Regions from separate parts of the Mus musculus genome. Here region 2 is linked to region 1. The links are chromatin contacts, called in public HiChIP or PLAC-seq maps. All regions are on one chromosome and are shown on one strand. The core of a region is the stretch at or near the end of the contact, and the rest is flanking DNA. Distances in the headings are between cores, read along the strand shown. Region 1 has its middle 180 kb from the start of Shox2. Region 2 holds the start of Shox2 (short stature homeobox 2).

Region 1 (5,933 bases), core at 1,745-4,244:
AAGCTGCAGTTCTTCAGAAAATTGAAAATAGTTCTACCTGAAGACCTAGTTCCTAGGCACATACCCTAAAGACACCCAACCATACCACAAGGACAGGTGCTCCACTGTGTTCATAGCAGCAGCCTTATTTGTAATATCCAGAAACTAGAAACAACCCAATGTCCCTCAATCAAAAATGGATACAAAAAAATGTGGTACATACTATTCGACTATTAAAAACGAGGACATATGATTTTTGCAGGCAAATGGATGGAACTAGAAAATATCATCCTGATTGGGGTAACCTAGACTCAAAAGTTATGCATGGTATGTACTCACTGATAAGTAGATACTAGCCAAAAAGTACAGAACACCCACGATACAACCCAGACCATAAGTTTAATAAAAAGTAAGACACAAATAAGGATGCTTCAATCCCACTTAGAAGGGGGAACAAAATAATCACGGGAGGCAGAGCTAGGGAGGGACCTGGGTAGGAGAGGATATGGGGAGGTGAAAAGGGGGGGGGGGCAAGATCAGGAATGGGAGAGAAAGAAAATAAACCAGAGGGCCAGGAGAATGAATTAAGTAGCAATTTCCGGGGCTGAGGGGTGGGGGACCTTCTAGAAAGTCCCAGAGACCTGGGAAGTGAGAGGCTCCCAGGACTCAGTGTGGGTGACCTTAGCCTAAATGCCCAACAGAGGGAAGATGAAACCTGAAGAGACCACCTCCAGCAGATAGACAGTGTCCTCGATGGAGGGATGGGGTCAACAACCTACCTTCAAATATTCTGGCCCAGAATTGTTCCTGCCTAAGAGAAATGCAGGGATGCGGGTTGAAGAGAGGGGGCACACCCTCTCAGAGGCAAAGGGGAGGGGGGGATAGGATGCAAAACTCTGAGAGGGAGGCTGGGAGGGAGGCAACATTTGGAATGTAAATAAATAGAATAATTAAAAATAAGAAAGAAACACATAATCCTATAAATGTCACATACTAATGCAAAAGAATGTGATTACTCACACATTATGAGCTCTTCACTAAAAGGGGAGAATGGGTCTAATCTAGTAGCTCTGCTCTTAGAGAGAGTACAGAAGAAAAGAGGAAAGCTATCCTTCTTCATGAGCCTGGAGAACACACATACATCTCAGACTATGAAATAAATAATCTGTGTCAGACAAATTTCAATAAACTTTCTGTTTATTCACCGTACAGCTTTCTCATAAAAATGCTTAATATGTATGTGATATGTAAATCGAACCACGTCTGTTTTATAATTTTTTATAAATTTTATAATTTTTTAATTCTAATTTTATAATGTTTTAACCTATATCTGGTTTTTTTTTCCCCTTCCAACTAGCCACAATCCACTACTATCAAGGAAGAGGTTAAAAATAAACAAAAGGGAAAAAACATAGAATAAAATTACAGAAAAATTTAATTTTTTTCTACCAATTACATTTCAGGCAATGTTAAAAAATTATATAGAGCATACTCAGTGAATGTAACTGAGAAATAATAATTTCATTTTTATGCAGTACAATCAGAACATGAAAATGATGAGATTAAAAGCAGTGAAGTTACCCCGTGAGGGGGCAGTTCAGGAGGGCCTATTAGTGGCTCCGTAGTACAATCTAGAAACATCTTTATGTAGACTAATCATATCGCAGGTCCACAGGAGATTTACAATCTGATTTGCCACAGAGAACTCCATGTAATTTTCGTTGAGGACTGACACCATTTTATCTTTGCACGAATCCCTGTTTCTCGCACAATTCCGGTCCTTTCTACATTGTCAGTTCTGACAGGCTGATTTAATCTGCTGGATTCTGAATGCCTCTGACCACTGCGGTGAGTCATTAACCTTGACTTGCATAATTGAATTCAAGGTTGATTGCCTGTGACCCTCTGCGCCAAGGTCTTCTAAATGTACATATTCATTACTGGCGGCCTTGCTAAATGGTTTGCACAGGGAAAGCTGTAGCAGTCAGCCTGTTTGGTATGCAGAGGGCGGAGAGGGCACTAATTGCATGTTAGAGCTGAGGATTAGATTATGAAACGAGTGAGAGAATGAAGATAGATCCTCTGACACTGTCAGATTAGGGGCAACAACGTGCAGGAATATGACATTGAAATTTACAGTGACATTAACAGAAGGAAATTAGAAACAAATAGACTTTGGACGTTTTCTGGAAAATCTCTGTATTCTCTACAGTCACCTAATAGACAGGACAAGTGAGCTAACATTTGTATTTATCATTTGCATAATTGAGTAGAAGGATGGAATTTTTTTTAAGACTCTTCTTGAAGACGAGGCAACTACGTTACAGTCATTGCCTCATTACCTGATGTGCAATGTCTACACTGCACTTAAATAAATCCATTTTGAGTAGTCAGAACAGATCTTCGCACTAGTTTTAGTAAGCATGGGAAATACAAAAATACTTAAGTATGCAAAGTTACTGTGAACAAGTCTGAAAACCAGTAATACTAGTGCTTTAGTGGAAAAGCAGCTCGTAAAGTTGTCACTATTTCTGCTTTCCCATTGATCTTACGCCACCTCATAGTTAGAACAAGTGCCTGCCTGTTCATTCACTTCAAATAAGCCTTCTGGCGCACAGCACACGCACATGTTAATAGTCCACAGTTCTTCCAACCACTTCCTCTTTCCAGAAGGAAATATCCACATAGTTACAAACTGAGAAACAAGTAAGCTCACCAGAGGTGAGGCTGTGTATAAATACCAGGGGCTTTTCTCTCTCCCATTTAGGTAGGAGATGCTCTTTGAACAACCTTTCTTCTTACGTTGGTCAATTGCTTTGTAATTTATTTTAAATAAAAATGATGGCCTGCCTTTCTAATAACAGAAGAAGTGTACAAAATTTAACAGTGGAGGATACTTAAAAACAGGATTTCCGAAGCCTTTGGGGTTTTTGCAACAGCTGGAAAGACTGTTGCATTGGTAGGAGTCACGGAGGCTGCCTGTGGAGAAGGCCAGTGAGGCTTTGTGAAGTTTGCTCTGCTTTCCTTTCACAGTGAGCCCACAGGCTGATCCCTGTGGTACTGTAAGACGAGAGCCCAGAAAGATTCTGCAGCGTTTTTAAATGATTAGCTTGGTTTCCATTGATCTTTCAAAATTAAATTTATTTTTGCCACTTTGAGAAACTCTAAATGGAAGAGGTAACTTCTCAGTAATTATGCCTCACTGGGAAATCTCTCACTCTGTAGAAGAAAAAGACTCATGAACCAAACTGTATAGTAAGAAGAAAGAGGTGTGGCTGCCTTTGGGGTCCCACACTTTTAAGAGACTTCATGAACAATCAGCAGGGTGCCTTCCTGAGACACAGGAATGACAGTTGCAGGTAATATCTGTCACCCAAATCCATTATCTGTACATGAAGTCAGCTTTCAAATAAACCATCATGTTTTTTTTTTAATCTTCTAATCAAATAAACTAAGAGTCACTAAAGCTTGTACTAGAGAGTGACAGAATTCTGGGCCCCAGTGCCAGCCCCATCACTTCCTAACAGTACGGCACTGAGCCAATCCCTCACCACTCAGACTGGCATACCTCAGCAGGTTTCTGCTGTTCCACTACTTAAGTATTATGGAGAATACCTGCACCATTTCAGTTATTTCTCATAGCCAAAGAAGCCACAACAAAACACAGTGGCTAAACATCATAGAGATTGGATGCTGCTCTTTGCAGTTCTGAGAATTAACATCCTATGATGTTCTGCTGGTGTGTGTGTGTGTGTGTGTGTGTGTGTGGCAGCTGGTGCTACAACTCAGCAGGGACTTCAGTCTATATCAGTCCTTTCTGAACCTTTGTCAACCATCCTCTAATAAGCAACAGTGGACTTCTTAAATGTGTACTTGCAATGGCTTCAGGGAACAAGATGGGAAGAACAGATACCCAAAGGCCTCAGTGGCCTTACCTCAGGAACCCAATAATTACCTCTGTCATATTCTAGGGATCAAAAAAAAAAAAAAAAAAGTCCTCAAACCACTTCCAACTGAAAGGACTAGAGAAATGGAGCGTGCTTTGTTGTGATAAATCTCTAACCCCAATGAGCCCATGTAAAGAACACACAACTCAGCTATAATATTTTAAGCTGTACATCTAGATTGTGCAAATACATCACTACACTACTCTATTCCCCAGCTTTGAGATCTCTTGCTACTTGAGGCTACTCCAGGACACATGGTTTTGTTCCATCTTCCTTCCACCTCTTCTTCCTTCTCTTCTCATCTCTCCTCCCTCCTTCCTCTCTCTCCCTCTCTAAAACTTTCAGCCCCACCTTTCCCTTCCACTGTCTAATCACAAGCTCTAGCCTTTATTTGATCAGTTGAGATGGGGAGAAGATTCATATGAAGTCATCTGGGTACCAGATCTACTCCTTATCGGGGTAGCACCTCTTGAGGGAGCAGAATTAGCATCAAAATGCAAACAGCACCAGGACATTCCACAATATTTCCCCTTTTGTGTCCAAATAAAAGGCTCTTTTCTCTCAGATATAAATTGAGCACAGCTATTACTATTATGTAATTTATAAAGTATAAGATACACTTAACACTCAGTCTATCAATTTTATCAATTTAGATAAAGCACTCCACCATCTATCCTAAAGCAAAAGGCATATAATTCTACACTTTGAATTATGTCCTGATTTTAGCTTGTATACTATCTGAAAACCATCCTCTCAAATCTATATCATCTCTCTCAATGCTAAACAGCTTGGGTTGGCTATGAGATTATAACCAGTCTTTAACCCCATCAGAAATCCAAGAACAACTTAAAATATTACCTGAAAATATAGGGAACACAAAACATAGCTTCTAAAACTAACCAATTTACAGAGACAACTGACTATGTGGACAGTCCCTCATTCCTCAAAATGTTGGAACATCAGTCTTCAGCCTTCTGGCCCAGGATCATCTGACAGAGCTTTGTAATTTTTTTAAGTAGATGAATACCATAGGAAAGAAGTCTAGAAGGTGGAAAGGAAAGAGGGAAATGATGTAATCATATTATAATCTCAAAAATAAAAGAAATTTAAAATATATAAGCAAAGGAAAAAGTAAAAACACAGGGTCCTTTATTCATTGAAGGTCATCTTTGTAACAATCTATTCTCTAAATTATGTATGGTGACAACATAAAAATGTGAAAACAAACAGTAATATATTGATACTTAATTTATGCTTTCTACCACTACAAAGACTGAAATTCCTTGTCAACTCCTTCCCCTCTTGTATCTCATTTAAAAATTGAAACAGAATCTCATTCTATAGCCCAGGCTGTCTTGGAAGCCACAGTGATCTGTGTATCTCGAGGCCCTGCAAGTTTCACTTATTTAGTGTGTAGATTGTTGGCCAAGACTTGTTGACCCTCCAGGTTTGATTCTACTCCTGATTCTCACTAGCTTTGACACCATCATTTAGTCACTGTGAGCTTCAGTAAAGTCTCAAAGCAAGGGTTTAAATCCTAGCTTCATGGGGCTGGAGAGATAGATCAGTAGTTAACAGAATTAGCTGCTCTTTCAAAGGACCAGAGTTTGATTCCCAACAACCGCATGACAGCTTACAAACTGTAACTCTAGTCCCAGGATCCAATGCCCTCTTCTGACCTTCTCAAATGTGGCACATAAACATATAGGTAGGCAAAACGCCCGTATACAAAATAAAAAGCAAATGGAAAAATATAAATCAATCCTAGATTCATGAATTGCTAGCTAGGTATCCTCGATTAAATTCCTTAATCTTTTTTCTGTAGAAGAGGACTAGTTGTAGTAATGAATTCACAGAGTTGTGTTACAGGTTAGCATCATCCATTGAAGCACCTGGATAAGCAATGCTCAATATGATAGATCTGATTAGCGGGAGCCCAGGAGAGAGTTTCATGATGGAGAACCAAGCTTGTCAGCTTGGTCCATCATTCAAGGACCCGAGTTACTT
Region 2 (5,654 bases), core at 2,939-5,438, 180 kb after region 1:
GGAGTTTTCATGGGTTCAGGTTCTTTGCGTTGGTTAAGTGGAGGAACAAAGGGTGGGCAAACATATTCTATGCCCTCTGTTTCTCGCTCAGTTAGAGACCGATCCGCTAGCAGTACACTGTAAATTTTTGCACTTAACAGATGCTAATTTTCTTTATAGTCTGTACATCCATAAACCTAATTGGTATATCCGTTTGGCAAACCTAGACCCTCAACGAAACCCAACTCCAGAGAGCAAAATACTCGTTGTAACTTTTAAGGCTTCAGAGATAAAACGTTTTCTATGGCATTTTTTTTAAGGCTTATAAAAGTAGGCCCATTAGGATTAAACCACATTAAAGACAGCGAGGGGCTAGGGGGGTGTGGTTAATAGAAACTCTGGGAGCAAGCCCAGCACAGCTTTCTTTTTCAGCGAACATATGTTGGCTTAGGAGTGAAAGGGGCTACGGGATCAAAACCCATTTTAGAAAATAAGATCTTTAGAAAAGATGTCCCCCCCCTTTTTTTTTCATCTCACACCAGACACCTGCAGCTTCCCCGCAAACATTAGGTATAGCACTCTGACTTTCAGGACCCAGCCTCCACCTCCTCGCAATGGGGGTACCTGTACTCGGGCCTCAGAGAGCCCCAGTCGCTGGCTCAATTCCTCGCGCATGAAAGCGTCTGGATAGTGGGTCTCATCGAAAAGCCTCTCCAGCTCGTTGAGTTGTTCCAGGGTAAAATTGGTCCGACTTCGCCTCTGCTTGATTTTGGTCTGGCCTTCGTCCTCCATCCCTTTCGCATCGTCTTTGCGATCCTTCAGTTCAGGGGACACTGAAGAGGGCACCACGGAAGGACCACACGTGCGTCGGAGCACGCACCACCACACACACACACACACACACACACACACACGAACAAAAAAAAAAAAAAAAAGCAAGACAGTCTCATTACCAGATTTTTCCAGAAGGCTAGAGACTCCTAAACCCTGGGAGCGCGGGATCCCTGTGAAGACCTGGAGAGAGGATGGGGTCTCTGAGACCCGCAAAGTCTCGTCTGTATAGCTGCCTGGGGACAAGGTGGGCACGCGGCTACCCAACTCAACTGGGGTCTTAGCTTACCCTCTCACTACCTGTTCCCTTCCCTTCTGTCAACACCAAATGCATTCCTGACCCTATGGCACTCACTGACCCACGCACTCACGGAAATCAAAAGCGCTGCGCGGGCCTCTCCCAGAGCCCGGTCTCGGTTAAAGGGCGCGGCAAGGCCACGCGATGGCCTCGCACGCCAGCTATCCCCAGAGGGCTGTTCCGCTGTCCCGCCAGCCTCTGCTGCCTCTGGCCCTTTGCCTCCCGCAAACTTGCTGGTCTAATTTAGGAACAACTGGGCCCGCTGAAAGGTTGCAGCAGGAAAACGAGATTCTGGTACAGCGCTGCGCCGAAAGCCACGTCCCCGGGTACCCAAGGGCTCGGACCAGACCCCTACGGATGGTTCCATCAGCAACTAGGCAGTCCCTGTGCTCCCTGCCAGACTCGGGTCGGATTGGCACAGGCAACCACGCCATGTTGGCGGCCTGGATGACTGGCCGCCCACGCTGGGCCAGAAGGGTAGAGGCGGCAAATCAGACAGACTCTGGTGGTCAGCAAAACCCACCGCTGCATCTGTCCTCTCCTTCTCCCTCCCCGGTGGAAACCAAGGATCGACCCTAAAGGCTTAAACCCACTGAGATCAACAGGTTCAAGCAGAACATTCCTCGGTTTCTATTGGCTGTTCAAAACCTTTTCATGCATCCAGCCGCTCGGATGTTTAATAAAATATGCATTTTCCCCCTCACATTCGTTGCTACTTTGCTGTCCTTCCATGTAAAAGATAGGAGCTCTGGCAGTGTGAGCAAATAGAGCCACACGAGGGGTGGTATATATGTATGTCAAAAGGCAATGATGAGGACAGTCAAAGTCAGGCCCATATCAATACAAGGTCCACCCAACCTTCATCCTCTGCATGATTTGGAGATGGATGTCCACTGTCAAAGCTAAGTTTAGATAGTAGAGGCTGTTTTTGATTCCTCCCAACCCAGGAACCGGATCAACACAGAGGGGAAAAAATTAAGTCGAAAGAGCCAAGCTACAAAGAAATTAACACTTGCCCAGAGCTTGGAAATCAACAACCCCAGCAACTGGCTCACCCAGGCTTGCCAGGGCTATGTAACCCGAGTCTCAGAGCTATGAACCTTGAAGGGTTACTCTGGGGGCCCCTTTATCATTTTACCCTATCACGTTCTAAATTTAGGGGAACACGGCCGGCCGGGATCTCGGTGAAGGCAAAGCGCCCCATCTTGCCCCAGCTTGGCATTCTATACAGTAACCTTATTTATTGCCTGTATTTCTGCTTCTCAGAGTTCATTTTGTGGACGTTTGTTCTTCCTCCGGGAAGGAAGTAGATAAGGTCACAGCAAACATTAGGGGTCAATTTAATAGAAAACATTACTAGGACAATCTCACTAACATCTTAGTAAAATTTAAACAGGAACATATATTCTTCAGATGGGAAGGTGGACTGGCTTTGTCTGTTGTCACCCCCAGAGTGGATTCCCCTCAAAGTTTAGGGGCTTCAAAGGAAAACAAATCCAAATTTCAAGTTGATTAATAGACTTAATATAATGTCTCTTTCGCCCCCAACTTTCCACTTAATGGCCTAAACAGGAACAGACCGTGTTATAAACAAGTTAATTGCTTGCTTAAATTTGTGATTCTACGCATGCCACATATTTTCTTAATTGGAAAAATATGGCAGCACACCAGTTACTGCAGTACCGAGTGCCAAATTAATTTTTAACTTTGAGTTGATGGACGCTTCACCGGTTAGATAAAGCCTTTTTCTAACACTGCTCTCTCCAAAAGTCTCTCTCTCTCTCTCTCTCTCTCTCTCTCTCTCTCTCTCTCTCTCTCTCTCTCCATCTCTTTCTCTCTCTCTCCTAAAGTACTGCACGATTCTAGCCAGTAAAGAAATTGTGTATGTAGTGTCCTCGTCGTCGTCCCCCACCCTCTACTCCTCAATTCCTCCACCGAGAGGGAATCACCTTGGCCTGGACCTTTGGCTGGCTCCTACCTTAACTGTTCAGTAAGAATGTGAAGTTTGGTCCCCAAGATCCGGAGATTTGGGGGCTTTGCAGAGTTACAGTGGTTTTGATGGCAAATCTAAAGAAGGGCAATGTCGTGTGGCTCTCCTCTTTCTCTCCCCTCCCCTTCTCTCCTTTAGGCTTAGGAAAGGGGTTCTGGCAAACTCGGGACTACGGGCTAGTTACAACCGGCCTCCTAGTGAGCCCCTGCCGCACCCCTTCTCGCCGCGGGCCACACAAACTTCGCCGTCCCGCAGCGCGGCCCCATCCTCCCGCTCGCGAAAAACATATTTCGGTGCAACCGGAGCGACAGAGAAGGGTGCGCGAAACCCCACGCCCTCCCCCACGCGAGGACCCCACCCACGACGGAGCAGTCTGGCCTCCTACCCCTCCACTATCCCGGTATCTCCCAAAGCTGGGGTCCAGGGCCCTCTGCGATGCCGCCCTCCTCCCGCTCGGGTCCCGGGTCCTCTCCCGCCCCGAGGATAAGGGAAGGCAGTAAGGGGAACCGCGGCCGGGGGCAGGCCGTTACCCTCCGTCAGCCGCGGGCTGCCGGGCTCCCTGCTCCGCTCCGCGGCTCCCATGTCCAGCTCCCGGACGGGAGAGCGCCCTCCTCCAGCTCCTCCGCCTGCTCCTCCTCCTCCAGCACCTCCTCCGCCTCCTCCGCCTCCGCCTCCGCCTCCTCCCGCGCCGCCGCCTCCGCCGGCCGCCCGGACTGCCGGGCTGCTGCGGTCGTCGCGGCCCGGCTCGACGCAACCGGGCTCTTTGGCCCCGCGCAGCGGCCCGCTCTCTAGCACCTCCCGGTACGTGATGGCCTCCTTCTTCTCCTTCACTTTCTGGTCAAAAGACTTGGAGACGAACGCCGTAAGTTCTTCCATCGCGGCCGCTGCCGCCGCCGGTCAACCTCGCGCTCAAGCTCTCCCTGCCGAGCCCCGCTCTTTTTTTCCTCCTTCTTTTTTTACTGCTCCAGCCCCCCCAATAATAACACATCAATGGGGCAGGGGGATGGGGGAGGAGAGGGAGGAGGAGGAAGAAGAAAAAGAGGAGAAGAAAGAAGAGGAGAAGTAGAAGGAGAAAAAGAAGTAAGAGGAGGAGGAGGACGAGGAGGAGGAGGAGGAAGGAGGGGGTAAAGGGGGAGAGGGGGGAGGAGGGAAGGGGCGGGGGCCGCCAGAGGGAAATGGGAACTGATGCTTCCCTGCCGGAGTGCGCGTGTTCAATGTTAAGATCTTTGACAATTCTTCCTGCGGAGAGTTCAGATCTGATAGCGACGCAGCTCTTGAAGTCTCACTATTTATACTTCCTAAAGGCGGGCCTCTTGTTCTGAGTAAATTACCTCCCCTCGCAACTCCTAGTGAACCCCTTCGCGGGTAGCAGGAGCGCCACTACCTGGGGTGGGGAGGAGAGGGAGTGGGGACGAGAGAGAGAGAGAGAGAGAGAGAGAGAGAGAGAGAGAGAGAGAGAGAGAGAGAGAGAGAGAGAGAGAATATGAATATGAATATTGAGGATGGAGGATCCAGGCTGGAGTCCACCGGGCTGGAGAGGGAGGGCAAGCAGGGGACCAGAGGGGGCGGGGAGAGGAGGCAGGTCCTCAGCGGTCGGGTTTTCTGATAGCCTCGGCCGCTGGTGCTCTTGGCCATTAATCCAGGATTGACAAGAATCCCTAATTAATTTAATTAAGCGTGGATTTTGCGTTGGTGTCACGACTTAGTAAAACACTGGGGAACTGGATAGACTTCTCGGAGGCGGGGCCAAGAGGAAACTGACAAGTGCATTGCAATCAGAGTCAGTGGGTATCCTCAGAGAGTACCCGACCCTACAGCCTCGCTCTGGGTGGGCATCCCAACTGCTCGACCCTACAATGATGACCCCTGGTCTCTGGCCCAGTATCGGGCTCTCTATGGTTAATAGGCCTAGCAACCATTCCAGTATTCCGTTCCTGCACCCTTTCTTGCTCCAAGCCGCTGCAGCTGCACAGCGGTGCATCCGGTCTTCACGCGCCTGCTGCGAATGGGGCTTCATTGCAGCACCTCGGAAGGCTTCACCTCCTTTTAGGATCTTCCGAACGCGCAGCCAGCCTCACTGAGTACTGGTCCCTGTAATTCACTCTACTACTTTGGAGTCAAAGCTGACTCCCATAAAGACACATCCCGCTAGAAGGGGTTGGTCGATTTAACTTGTTTCCTGAGCAGCTGTTCTCTGCCAGATTCGGTCTTAAGGTATTTTCTTACAGCCCGGTCAGGCGCAGTTCCATTTCGATTTTCTCTATGAGGTCTAAGGGTTCTTACTCCTTTTCCTAACAACTCCCTGCACCCTGCCCTTAATTATTTAGCATCTTGGGGGGCATTCTAGTTCGATTTCCTAATTCTGAAAAACAAAAGATGACTACTTTTTGAGTTCTGCGGAAAAAATTACCGATGTTGCTTGTCGCTCGACTAATTTTTGTTTACCGTGGACTGTGAAAAAAAGACTCACTCTTTGGAGGGGGGAAAACAACTCTCTTTCTGATTTATAACTTAAAAACTGTATATTTGACAATTATTTTATAAAAACTCTTAATT

Evidence for each region. HiChIP or PLAC-seq counts read pairs in DNA pulled down with a chosen protein or histone mark.
Region 2: a contact with region 1 is called in an H3K4me3 HiChIP or PLAC-seq map of embryonic limb bud, with 2.2 times the contacts expected there. The contact joins the promoter of Shox2 here to the enhancer-like site in region 1. A contact is called at or near these places in 1 of 484 Hi-C or Micro-C datasets (the N1E-115 cell line), 4 of 115 datasets of contacts at active chromatin or transcription factors (craniofacial prominence, embryonic forebrain, embryonic hindbrain and 1 more) and 1 of 9 other capture datasets (pancreatic islet).

The regions. Positions count from the first base shown.
Region 1 is chr3:66,795,922-66,801,854 of GRCm38.p6, forward strand. No RefSeq gene overlaps it. Among named protein-coding and RNA genes, the nearest start is that of Shox2, 180 kb to the right of the region's middle. Within about 2 kb of position 2,995, at least 10 of the 459 cell types and tissues checked have an H3K27ac peak or open chromatin away from gene starts, as enhancers often do. A contact at or near this core is called in embryonic limb bud, where this site is marked.
Region 2 is chr3:66,977,583-66,983,236 of GRCm38.p6, forward strand. Shox2 (short stature homeobox 2) reads right to left here and starts at 4,189. Exons shown (of 5, transcript NM_001302357.1): 1 at 3,629-4,189; 2 at 604-812. The coding sequence starts at 3,974. It also overlaps a transcript of Rsrc1 not described here.